Regions from separate parts of the Rattus norvegicus genome. Here region 1 is linked to region 2. Evidence: chromatin contacts called from public Hi-C data. All regions are on one chromosome and are shown on one strand. The core of a region is the stretch at or near the end of the contact, and the rest is flanking DNA. Distances in the headings are between cores, read along the strand shown.

Region 1 (5,685 bases), core at 2,594-5,093, 140 kb before region 2:
GTCCCTCCTCTCACCCTGTCCTGTCCTGTCTTGTCCTGTCCTGTCCTGTAACTGTTCTGTTCAACCTTTGTTCTAGACCTCAGCCCCTGGGAACCTGGAACTGCTACAAACAATGTCAAGTGATAGATTGAGGGAACATCTAAGAGCTCGCTCATGGGAGCACCATGGCTACACCAGATACAGCATGGGTGGGAGGCTCCTGGTCTCTGACACTGTTCTCCCTAGGACTTTGATTACCACACAAAGAACACCCCTCCACCCTCCTGTGATTCTTTATTGCCGTTGAAATTTGTTTAAAGCTGTGTTTTTATGTGTATGGGTGTTTTACATGCATGCATGCATGCATGCATGCATGCGAACCAGGCTCTTGCATTACCTGCACAGACCATGGGTGGGAGGCTCCTGGTCTCTGACACTGTTCTCCCTAGGACTTTGATTACCACACAAAGAACACCCCTCCACCCTCCTGGGATTCTTTATTGCCGTTGAAATTTGTTTAAAGTTGTGTTTTTATGTGTATGGGTGTTTTACATGCATGCATGCATGCATGCATGTGAACCAGGCTCTTGCATTACCTGCACAGACCAGAAGAGGGCATCAGATCCTCTGGGACCAGAATTATAGACAGTTGTGAGCCACCTATTGGTGCTGGAAACTCAACCTGGGATCTGTACCTGGGTCCTCTGGAAGAGTATCCAGTGATCTGAACCCTCTGAGCCAAGTCTCCAGCCCCAAATCCAATATTCTAAAGCAGGTAACAGCGTGACCATCATCCAAGCCTTGGATTGCCCACTGTATCCCAGGGACCATAGCTGGTTTACTAGTTAGGTCCCAGCCTCTTTCTTGGGCTCCTGTGCTGCAGACAAGGTTGTAACAGCTATTTCTGAATGGCTTGCCTCCGCCGCTGTCACCACCACTGTAGCCACCAACCAAGAGCAGAATCTTGACCTGCTTTCTCCAAGCTTTACAATGGCTACTCCAAGCCTACAGTGGGTCCCTCCTGTACTGAGACACTCTGGTTTCAGTCTGCGTATTCTCACTGCTGTCCGTCATGAACCCACTGCCCCGTGATACCTTAGGAAGAACAGGAGAAAACAAGAAGCTTTAAGGTTCAACCTGGGGATGTGGGGTTTGGACACCGCTGGGTTTAGGAAAGGCTGAATCCCTCCCCAGGTTGGCAGAAGCCTTCCTGATCTTAACTTACACGTAGACAGCTTTCTCCAGTCTGCACTTCAGGGACTGGGAGGGTGCGTGAGCAGCGAGGGCGGGGATCTCAAGGCAGCCAGCTCTGGGCACTATGCCATTTTCCTCAGTGAGGTAGGGACCCACAGACTCCAGGGTCAGTGGTAAGGGCTGTGGTGCAGTTAAGGACTTTGCAAATGACATTTCTTAAAGCCTTAAGGGCACTTCTGGCAGGTCACAAAGCTTCTGGAGGGAAGAAGCTACTGTGGAAGTTTACCATGTGACTCTCTGAGTGGCTCTGGGCGTGAGGCTGCTTTCATGTAGGAAAAGCAGAGATGTTGGCCAGAGCCTGATGGAAAGGAAACACCTGGTCACAGCCACGGGACAATAGCCGGGGGGAGCCTGGACAGTGGAAGCTGCTGACTCCTAACACTCTCTGGATGTGCGTGAGTTTGGGGACTGAAAGACTCGTGGGAAGATTTTAGTGCTAACTGCTCAGTGGCAGGACCAGGCATCTAGGGACCTGGGCCCTTTCCCTCGCTTAGCTCGCTGCCTTGCTGTGTGACTGCAAACTAGTTACTGAGCCTCTCTGAGCTTTAGCCTTCTCATCTGCCAGGAAGTTAAACTGTGCCCTCTTACCTCACATGGCTGAGGAAAGGAAGATGCTGGGTTAAAAAAAATTCTAGAGCAGCATTTACAAACACTTGCTGTAGTGTGTGCATGTGTGTATGTGTGCGCGTGTGCGCGTACGTGTGCCTGTGCTCTAGGCCAGAGCAGCAGGGATGAGGGTGCTCCATCCGTTCCAATGCGGGCTGTCTGGGGTGGCTTCCAGTTGGAGCTGCTTTTCAAGCTGTGCTCTGCATAACAGCGAATGGACAGAAGCAGGAGAATGGGGAATGGCTTGAGATCATTTCACAAAGACGGTGAGGGGCGGACGTTGGAAGATGCCTGGTGAAGAAGTCTTACCCTTGCTGTAGGCGCTAGGCAGCCATTGGATGTTTTCGAGGAGCAAGAGTTGGTGTTCTTAGAGAAGCAGGGAGGGTGATCCTGAGCTTGCCTCTCAGTGAAGGTAGCTGGGAGCTGAGGGTATGGGAAGGGAGTCCACTGAGGAAGATGAAGATGTAGGAGAGAGTAGGGAGCTGTCCTCTGCTGGCCAGCAGAGGGCAGGAGTGGGAAAGGGGTTGGCACCTTCTAAGAAAGGACTTTCTCAAAGGGACTGCCCATGCAGAGGTCATTTGCTCAGGGTTATAAAGCAATCCTGTTTCAGGGTAACAACCTAATAATGGGGAAGTCACCAGCCCTTCCAGTTTCGGATCTTCTAATCAAGGTGAAACCAGAAACTGCCAGAGTGACTCGAATGGAGGTCTAGGGTGAGTGTGGCGGCTGGTGCCTGCCTGGGACCCCAGCCACCCTACAAGTGAGGACAGAAAGGTCAAGGTCATTCATCCTTAACTCTTATAGCAAGCTTGAACAAAGCAGTCTATAGGGATATGGGCTTATAGGACTTCGCCAGCGAGCAGAAGGGCGGAGCTTGGAGGTTTTTTGTTTTTGTTTGTTTGTTTGTTGTCCTTTGGTTTTCAGGGTTCATTTGTTTTCATTTTGTCAGCAATGACAATGGTCTTCACTACTTAGCCCAGCTGTGGACAAGCAGCGAGGTCTTTGCTTCCGAGACTCTGGGGTCAAGTGGACAGGCGGAAGGGGAGGGAGGAGCCCGTGCCTGCCGCTGAGGGCTCAGGGCGTGATGCTGTGCAAGGTGGTCTGGAAGAGCTGACTGTTGGGTGCAGGTGACTCCTCCCTGTCTAGAAAGGGCATGTGCTCCCCAGGGTCAGAACCACTCCAGGATCTCACAGGCAGGACTAGGTTAGAGCCTGGTCCGTTTCAGAAGGAAGTCTGCAGAGCTGTGGCTAGAGCCGCAGCCGCTCGGTACCTCCCTGGTCCTCATCTGGACCATCGGTCAGGTCAGTAACTTCCGAGGCTCCTTATGTTACTCCATCCTGTGGATGTCAGAGACGCCTCTCCCATCTGCAAGCTGGCTTACAGTCCATCACTCAGGGAAGTCAAGCCAGGAGCTCAAAGGGGACAGGAAACTGGAGGCAGGAGCTGATGCAGAGGTCATGAATGAGTGCTGCTTACTGGACTGGCTTGGTCATAATGCCTTGCTCAGCCTGCTTCTTATAAAACCCAGAACTGCCTGCCCCCGGGGTGGCACCACTCACAGTGGGCTGGGCCCTCCCCCATTGCCAGCACACAGTAGACGTTAGATGAATGTGCCTTTCGGGAGGAATCTCTGCCACCTTCATGCTTCCCATGTCAATCTGGCCTCTCTGAGCCTGTTTCCTTGGGGAGGGTCAGTGACATGAGAGTGACAGTCATTCCTGCCTGCCACCTAGGTAGGAGCAGTGGCTGAACCTGAACACTTGGGCCTGGGCCCAGGGTTTGCTGCCTCGCAGCTATTCTTAGCAGAGAATATGACACACCTGCTGGTAGGAGCTGCCCTCTCCTTTCCTTTCCCATTGTCCCCTGGGCAGGCTGTTTCCAAACCCTGCCCAAGGCCCTTTGCTAATAAAGAACAGCCGGTATGGTATGCCAAGGGAGGGTGTGCCCTGTGCTGGGAGAGCCCTGGGCTTGGTGAGGGCTGAGTCATAGCCATAAAGCTAGGGGTGTGTCCTGCCCCGGTGACACCAGACACCCACATCCGGCAGGGAGAGGGCTGTGTCTCCTGCCTCACCTCTAAGGGAGCTCAAACAGAAAGGCTTTGAGAGCCACAAGAAGCAGGGAGACAAGTGGAAATTTTTGCCCAGCAGCTGCCTGGGCTTAGGAGCATCAGGTCACAGCCCACATATGGCCTGGCCGGTTACTTGGACTAGAGTGACATTCCCAGTTGCAGATACACTTGTAGCACGCCCCTCCACCATGTTCCTGGCACTCCGTGATGTGATCCCCTGTCTCAAAGCCGCAGCCCACACTGATCATCTATCTTCCTGGAGTGTTCTTCCCTTCCCTACAGAATCCTCCTATGCCCTAAGACCCGATTAAAGCGCACCTTGCTGCTGAGGCTTTCTGCTGTTGTCTGTCAAGGTGTCATGCCTAGACCTACCATTTCAGTCACGCCAGTGTCCAGACCAGACTTGTCTTTCTGTCACGTTTCTCTCTTGCCAAATAGACCATCCATCTTTCCCTACCCAAGCTTAAAGAGTTTTACTGGATTATTATTTTGTATTATGTTATGTAGCGTGTACGTGTATGTGTATATATGTGTGTATGTGTGTGTATGTGGTGTATATATGTGTGTATGATGTGTGTATATGAATGTGTTATGTGTATGTGTATATGTGTGTATGATGTGTGTTGTGTGTTATGTGTATGTTGTGTGTGTATGTGTATATGTGTGTGTATGATGTGTGTTGTGTGTGTTATGTGTATGTGTATATGTGTGTGTATGATGTGTGTTGTGTGTGTTATGTGTATGTTGTGTATGTGTGTGTGTATGATGTGTGTTGTGTGGTTATGTGTATGTGTATATGTGTGTGTGTATGATGTGTGTTGTGTGTGTTATGTGTATGTTATGTGTGTATGTGTATGTTTTTTGTTTTTGTTTTTTTTTTCGGAGCTGGGGACTGAACCCAGGGCCTTGCGCTTGCTAGGCAAGCGCTCTACCACTGAGCGCTCTACCACTGAGCTAAATCCCCAACCCCGTGTATGTGTATGTTATGTGTGTGTTATGTGTATGTTGTATGTATGTGTATGTGTATGTTATGTGTGTTGTGTGTTATGTGTATGTTGTATGTGTGTGTGGATGTATATGTTATGTGTTTAGTATGTGTATGTTATGTGTGTTGTGTGTTATGTGTATGTTGTATGTGTGTGTGGATGTATATGTTATGTGTGTGTGTGGTTAGAGGACAACTTTCTTTTTTTTTTTTTTTTTTTTTTTGGTTCTTTTTTTCGGAGCTGGGGACCGAACCCAGGGCCTTGCGCTTCCTAGGCAAGCGCTCTACCACTGAGCTAAATCCCCAACCCCAGAGGATAACTTTCAATGTTAGTTCTTTCCTTCCTCTGTGGCTTCCTGAGAACAAATCCAGGTCGCCAAGGCTTGCACAGTGTCTTAGGGTTCTATTGCTGCAATGAAACACCATGACCAAAAGGAAGTTAGGGAGGAAAGGATCATCGAAGGAAGTCAGGTCAGGAGCTTAAGCAGGGCAGGAACCTGGAGGTACGAGCTGAGGCAAAGGGGTGCTGCTTACTGGCTTGCTCAGCCTGTTTTCTTATGGCACCCAGGACCACCAGCCCCCATCAATCACTAATTAAGGAAATGCCCTACAGCTGGATCTCATGGAGGTATTTTTCTCGGTTGAGGTTCCCTCCCCTCATATGACTTTAGCAGGTGTCAAATTGAATAAAACTCACTAGCACACACAGTAGCTTTTACCCACTGGACTATCTTGTTGGCCCATCTTAGGATTTTTGGTTTGTTGGTTTGGTTTTTGGGATTTTGTTTTTGAG
Region 2 (6,029 bases), core at 336-2,835:
GGACCCTCTGTGTTTCTGCTCTGAAGATTCCTATTCCTGCTCTTGCCTGGTTTGGATTGGGTCGTTCATTGTGTTGAGCTTTCAGAGTTCTTTATGTTTGCCATATCCTGATCCCTTATAATAGACACGATTTGAAAATATTTTCTCACTTTTTTTTTTTTGAGACAAGGTTTCCTTGTGTAGCCCTGGCTGTCCTAGAACTCGCTCTGTAGACCAGGCTGACCTCAAACTCAGAGGCAGAGGTGGCTGCCTCTGCCACCTGAGTGTGGGATTGAAGAGGTGCACCACCACTGCCTGGCCCCATACTCTGTTCTTTGATACACCTGCTTTAACTTCCCTGGCGTCCAGTTAGCACACGCCTCTCGAGGTACACGCACCAGACCCACTGCCGTAAGTCTTCATCTTGCTCCTTCCAAGAGTTTTCTGGTTTCGATTATCACAGTATGCCTTTGACCCTTCTGAGTTTTGTTTTTGTTACTTAGATAGGATCTCACTATGTAGCCCTGGCTGTCCTGGAACTCACTATGTAGACCAGGCTGGTCTGGAACTCACTATGTAGACCAGGCTGGCCTCAAACTCACAGGTTCATTTGCCCCTGCCTCTCAAGTTCTGGGATTAAAGGTCCATGCCAGTTTGAGTTGATTCTTGTTTGTGGTTAAAGCTAAGTGTATAACTTCATGTGTGGGGGATGTGGGGGCTGAAAATGCCCTGGGGACAGAGCTGAGGACCTTGTATGCATACAGAGCCACATTAATGTATGCTAGGCAACTCTTCTACCAACGAACGAGATCCCCAGCCCTTTTGAGACAGGTCCTCGTACATTGCCTGGGTTGGCCTTAAACTCACTCTGTGGTCCACACTGGCTCTGAATTGTAACCTTCCTTTCCCAGACTCCTAATACCACCACCCCTCCCCCAGCTTCCAGATATTCTTTCCAGAATGTTTTTCCCAGATTGGTCATGAGCTGTTCATACACATCGCCACACCCTGTCCAGAGTATAGAAAGGCTGGGCTGGCATGAGGCCACCCACACTGCTCCTCCCTCTGCTTTGTGCTGTTCAGTCCAGTTCATTTCCAGGTCCCTGCTTATCCTCTGGCCTGTGCTCTGGTTCACCTCTGAGGCGTAAGCCGGTGCACAGAGTTCCAGGAAAGCAGGTAGGAAGAGGGCTGGCCTGGAGCCTGAACACGAAGATCTGTTGGGCCTGTGCAGGTTCAAACATGGGCCTCTTAAAAGTCAGATAAATGTATGAGTCACACACTTAAGGAAGAGTCAAAAAATAGCAACTAAAAAGCACTGAGCCAAAAGGCAGCTGCCTAGGCTGTGGACAGGAGAAACTAAGTCCAGGCTAGCCAGGACTACAGAGAAAGACAAAATCCAGCAAGCAGTCAAACAAGCCATCCCAAGCCTGGCTCCAGGGAGCCCGAGTGGATCACTTAGACCCACAAAGAGAGACGTAAACAAAAGGCCCAGCTCGGAAGAACAACACAATACCCACCATGAAAAGATCTCAGCGGCCCCAGTGTGAGACATGAACACCCCTGCACTGGCCCCTCCCTTCCTACTCCCTCTCCCTCTGCCAGCCACACACCCGCACACAGATGAGCACAGGCACACAGGCAGTGGTAGCTCTCACACGTGTCACTGTGAACCATAGATGGTCTATTTAACCAAGGGGAGTTTTATTTTTAGGTTAATTTCATGATAGTGACTTTACAAAGGACAGAGTAATTTCTGAACTGTCTTTGGTTGGCAGCCAGAGTTAGTTAGGAGTGTGTGTACAGACCAAGTAGTCACGATGCTTGGGCCCAGCACTCCGCAGGGCTGGGACTGTCCTGGCCCTGCCCCGCACCAGGGTTGCTCAGACTCAGACAGATGACTGACTGCTCAAGGGATTTGAAAGAAGGTACTGCATCTCCGCCTCCTCACCTCTTTGGTTAACAGGGGCGGTTTTTCCTCAGCACCCAGAGTCTTAGGACGCTGTGCAGAGCCTCGGCTCTTCCCGGGGCAGTGAGTGCTGCCCAAGGCTGCTACCTGCTGGGGCGGGTGTGCTCAGGCCTCCACCATCAGCTCCAAAGGAGTCCCTGTCAGCTCAGCTTCAGATTCCCCTTCAAGGAAGCTGGAGAGAAGGCTCAGCAGGAAGCCCTGGTTCCTCCTGCAGAGGACCCAGGTTCAGTTCCCGCACTCCCGTCAGACAGGGAAGCTCCTGTAACCCCATCCCCAGGGAATCCATAGGCCTCTGTGTGATATATGCACCATACACGCACATGATAAAAGTACATTGTAAAGGAGAAGAGAAGAGGATGGAGAGATGGCTCAGTGATTTAAAGCACTGGCTGTTCTTCCAGGGAACCCAGGTTGGTTCCTGTAGCTCTAGGCAGTCAGACCTCCCTCTTCTGACCTCTGAGGGACCAGGCATGCACATGGTGCACAGACACACATGTGGTAAGGCACCCACACATAGCAGGCACTCACCCTGAGCTCCCATCCTACCCCTTGGGGGCTTTGAAACAGGGTCTCATGGAAGTCTGGCAAGGCTCCGCCCGTGCGGGTTACAGGGATGAGAGGTGCCCGGCTCCATGCCTGGCTACACAGAATTCCCTGAATCCCACAGCACGGGAACATGGGTTTTGGTTTGTTTGTTTTGTTTTTGTTTAAGATTTATTTATTTATTATGTATACAGCATTCTGCCTGCAAGTATGTCTGCAGGGGAGAAGAGGGCATCAGATTTCATTACAGATGGCTGTGAGCCACCATGTGGTTGCTGGGAATTGAACTCATGACCTCTGGAAGAGCAGTCAGCGCTCTTAACCACTGAGCCATCCCTCCAGCCCTGAGAGAATGTCTTGAAAGCTTAGTGAGCAGTTTGATGCCCGAGAAGGACAGTTTCACATCTTGTAATCCTTGATCCTCCCAGGTCCACAGAACTGGATTCTAACTGGTCCTGGTTCCAGCTTCGATGCATGCAAGTTGGCGGGAACGCAAATGCTGTAAGTCCCCAAGGCCCTCCCTCCTCTTTCCTGAAGTTCAGTTGCTGTGCCTGGGGCTGTGGGGCAAGAAGTCGGCTCAGGGGGCAGAAGCTCGGGTCATGTTTGTTCAGAAGCCATGGAGGGCCTGCTGGGCTGGGGATCTGGTAACAAGCAGGCTCCTCTTGTGGCCAAGTCGCAGCACAGCTGAAGAAAACAAATTAAAGAGAAAAGAACAGCGGCGTAGTGCTTTAAGGAAACAGAGAGCAGGCAAGGATGTATAAGAGCGGACATGCTTAAAACAAAAGGAGGTTCTTACCCTTGAAGGGGTGACCCCTGTGCATACACTGGAAATATGCGTATTTACACTAATTAGAGAGATGTAGGTCTCAAGTGGTAGAAACCTTTTCAATGAAGTGTGTGTGTGTGTGTGTGTGTGTGTGTGTGTGTGTGTGTGTGTGTGTGTAGCAGGGCATGGTAGGGTTCATTTTCTTCAGTGGTATAACCAGAGGATAGTTATTCAGGCTCCAGTAAATAGCCCCTGACCTGAACTCCGTGGGTCACACAAAAAGGCAAGGCCAACAGAAAACATGAAAGAAAGGGAGTTGTTGGGACGGGCAGTGACAGGGGGTACAAGAGGGTACAATATGAGCAGAGCACGTTAGACAAAGAAGAGGACAGTCTAGCCAGAAAAATCTTTTGAAGCAGTGCCGCCCCATTTGTTTCCAAATGATACCAACTGGCAACTGGAGTCCTTTCCCAGGTGCAGCTGAGCCAGGTGCAAGAAATTGTATGTGGTCCCATGTGGTCCCACACCTGGCAAGGCACCCCTGGCACCCAGCAAGCAGGGGCAGGAGGATCTCTGTGAGTTTGAGGCCAGCCTGGTCTACATAGGGAGTTCCAGGCCAGCAAGGATATATGGTGAAATGCTAGAAGAAAGAAAATGAAATTATATTAATATATATCTCAAAAAATTATGTCTCGGCTTAAATATTTAGAATCAAAATCCTAAGCCTAGGACTGGACCGATGACTCAGTGGTTAAGAGCACTGGCTGCTCTTCCAGAGGTCCTGAGTTCAATTCCCAGCAACCACATGGTGGCTCACAACCATCTGTAATGGGATCTGATGCCCTCTTCTGGTGTATCTGAAGACAGCAACCGTGTACTCACATACAGTAAATAAGTAAATCTTTATTTTAAAAAAAGATCCTAGGGGTTGGGGATTTAGCTCGGTGGTAGAGCGCTTGCCTAGGAAGCGCAAGGCCCTGGGTTCCGTCCCCAGCTCCGATAAGAAGAACCAAAAAAAAAAAAAAAAAAAAAGAAAGAAACTTCAGAAAAAAAGATCCTAAATCTAAAATACTGACTTCCAAAATGTAAAATCACCTTAGATCAGAATTTTCCCTCGACATTTTAAGCCCCTCATTCAGTAGCACAGTGACCACGAGGTCTGAGCTCTTGTGATATTTCTGTTAATTTGCCTGCTTTTCTCTTTAGTCTTCCTTCTTCCACCAGCATGGGTGTGCCACCAAGGACACCAACGCCAAGTACAACAGCCGTGCAGCTCAGCTCTACAGGGAGAAAATCAAGACTCTGGCCACCCAGGCCACCCGCAGGCACGGCACCGATGTGAGTCCCTTTGGTAAAGTGTTCCGTAATCTCTCTGAAGTCTCCTGGGAGGAGCCCAGGGTATGGGGCATGGTGGCCCCTCGTGGTGAGAAGGGCTCTGCTTTGTCAACTCACATGTGACCTGGACCAGCAGGTTATTCTTCAGTGACAGGGTCCAAAGCGGGAAGGCGAGGAGATGAGGAGATAGGGAAGCTGGGGGTTAGGTGACATTGCACAAGCCGGGTCTTAGGCCAAGCAAGTTTGTTAAGTAGAGCGCCTTGTACACAGTCTGCAAGGCAAATGTGACAGCTCGGCAGAGGCTACCATACAATGGACAATGTCAGCGGGAAGCTAGTCAAGCAGTGTTGAACAAAGGGAACCCAGGGTGTCTCACGTGTCACCGACTGAGCTCATTGCAGTCTTGGGACCGATGACCACAGCCCTTTAAGGAGCCAGAGTTGAGTTTCCAGGAGCTAAAGTCTTAGGTCCTCTAAGACTCTGGCCCCAGGCTGGTACAGAGTGACCCAGATGTTAGAAAAGGAACATTTTGTCCAGACACCTAGTCCTCAGCACGCTGGGACACTGAGGGTCACTGCTGAGGACTTAGGTTCCTTCCCGTGTCCCTCACACAGGCCATGACTCCCTTAACAATGCAGAGCTTTGGTTACTGTGCTCACCTTACTGTGCTCGCTTTAATGCTCCGAGCTGACTGGCACAGTGACATCCCTGCTCAGCAGGCAGAAGCAGGAGGAACCCAAGCCCAAGGCCAGCCTGGGCTATGAGACCCCATCTCAGCAGACAAAAGCAAGCACAGGGTTGCTCACAGCTAGGACCCTGGCTACTCAGAAGGAAGGGTAGGCAGAACACTTCAGTTGGGAGGCCGGTCTGATCTGCATGGTGTGTTCTAGGCCAGTCAGGGTCTTGAAAATGAAAAGATCATTAATCAATAAATAAAAGGATGACCTCATTCAGTGGTCGTAAGCTCGGAGATAGAACACGTGCTGCCTGGTATGAGAAAGACACGGGGCTGCAACTTCATGCTTCAGAAGTAGTTCATTAACTGCCAACCTTGTTTGCTATGTATTGGATTGCTCACCCATTGACTACGTACAGTCAGGGCTGAGCGGGAAGGTGCATCACGGCCCTCGGGAGCCTAGGAGCCCTCTCCCTGGGGCGTACTCAACATGGAAACCATCAGGAGAATAAGGAGCATGGCGGCTCCTAAGTGGGACAGGAGAGCCCCTCACTTGTGAGCACAGGACAGTGTGCCTGGTTCAGCCTCGCCCAGTAACACGCTTTCCCCAGAGCTGGTTTTTGCTGTGTGTCTGAAGATGGTTTAAAACTTCGGGAGTGCTGTGCTGAGGTCGCAAGCGACTTCCTGTGGACGAAGGTCGGGTGTGGAATCCAGGCTGAGCCAGGTCATGGTGGTTTAGAATCTGCGCTTACACCTTAACCTCC

Evidence for each region. Hi-C and Micro-C count contacts between places; a contact is called where the count stands out from the background.
Region 1: a contact with region 2 is called in a Hi-C map of mammary epithelial cells, with 3 times the contacts expected there. The contact joins two enhancer-like sites. A contact is called at or near these places in 6 of 12 Hi-C or Micro-C datasets (the Rat2 cell line, Schwann cells, frontal cortex and 3 more).

Annotation. Positions count from the first base shown.
Region 1 is chr7:116,487,934-116,493,618 of GRCr8, reverse strand. It overlaps LOC120093699 (a long non-coding RNA gene), which reads right to left. Exons shown (of 2, transcript XR_005487277.2): 2 at 5,090-5,685. Among named protein-coding and RNA genes, the nearest start is that of Ttll1, 38 kb to the left of the region's middle. Within about 2 kb of position 3,843, at least 27 of the 93 cell types and tissues checked have an H3K27ac peak or open chromatin away from gene starts, as enhancers often do. A contact at or near this core is called in Schwann cells, where this site is marked.
Region 2 is chr7:116,342,522-116,348,550 of GRCr8, reverse strand. Arfgap3 (ADP-ribosylation factor GTPase activating protein 3) reads left to right here. Exons shown (of 16, transcript NM_001044273.1): 3 at 2,917-2,989; 4 at 4,461-4,592. Among named protein-coding and RNA genes, the nearest start is that of Arfgap3, 14 kb to the left of the region's middle. Within about 2 kb of position 1,585, at least 29 of the 93 cell types and tissues checked have an H3K27ac peak or open chromatin away from gene starts, as enhancers often do. A contact at or near this core is called in Schwann cells, where this site is marked.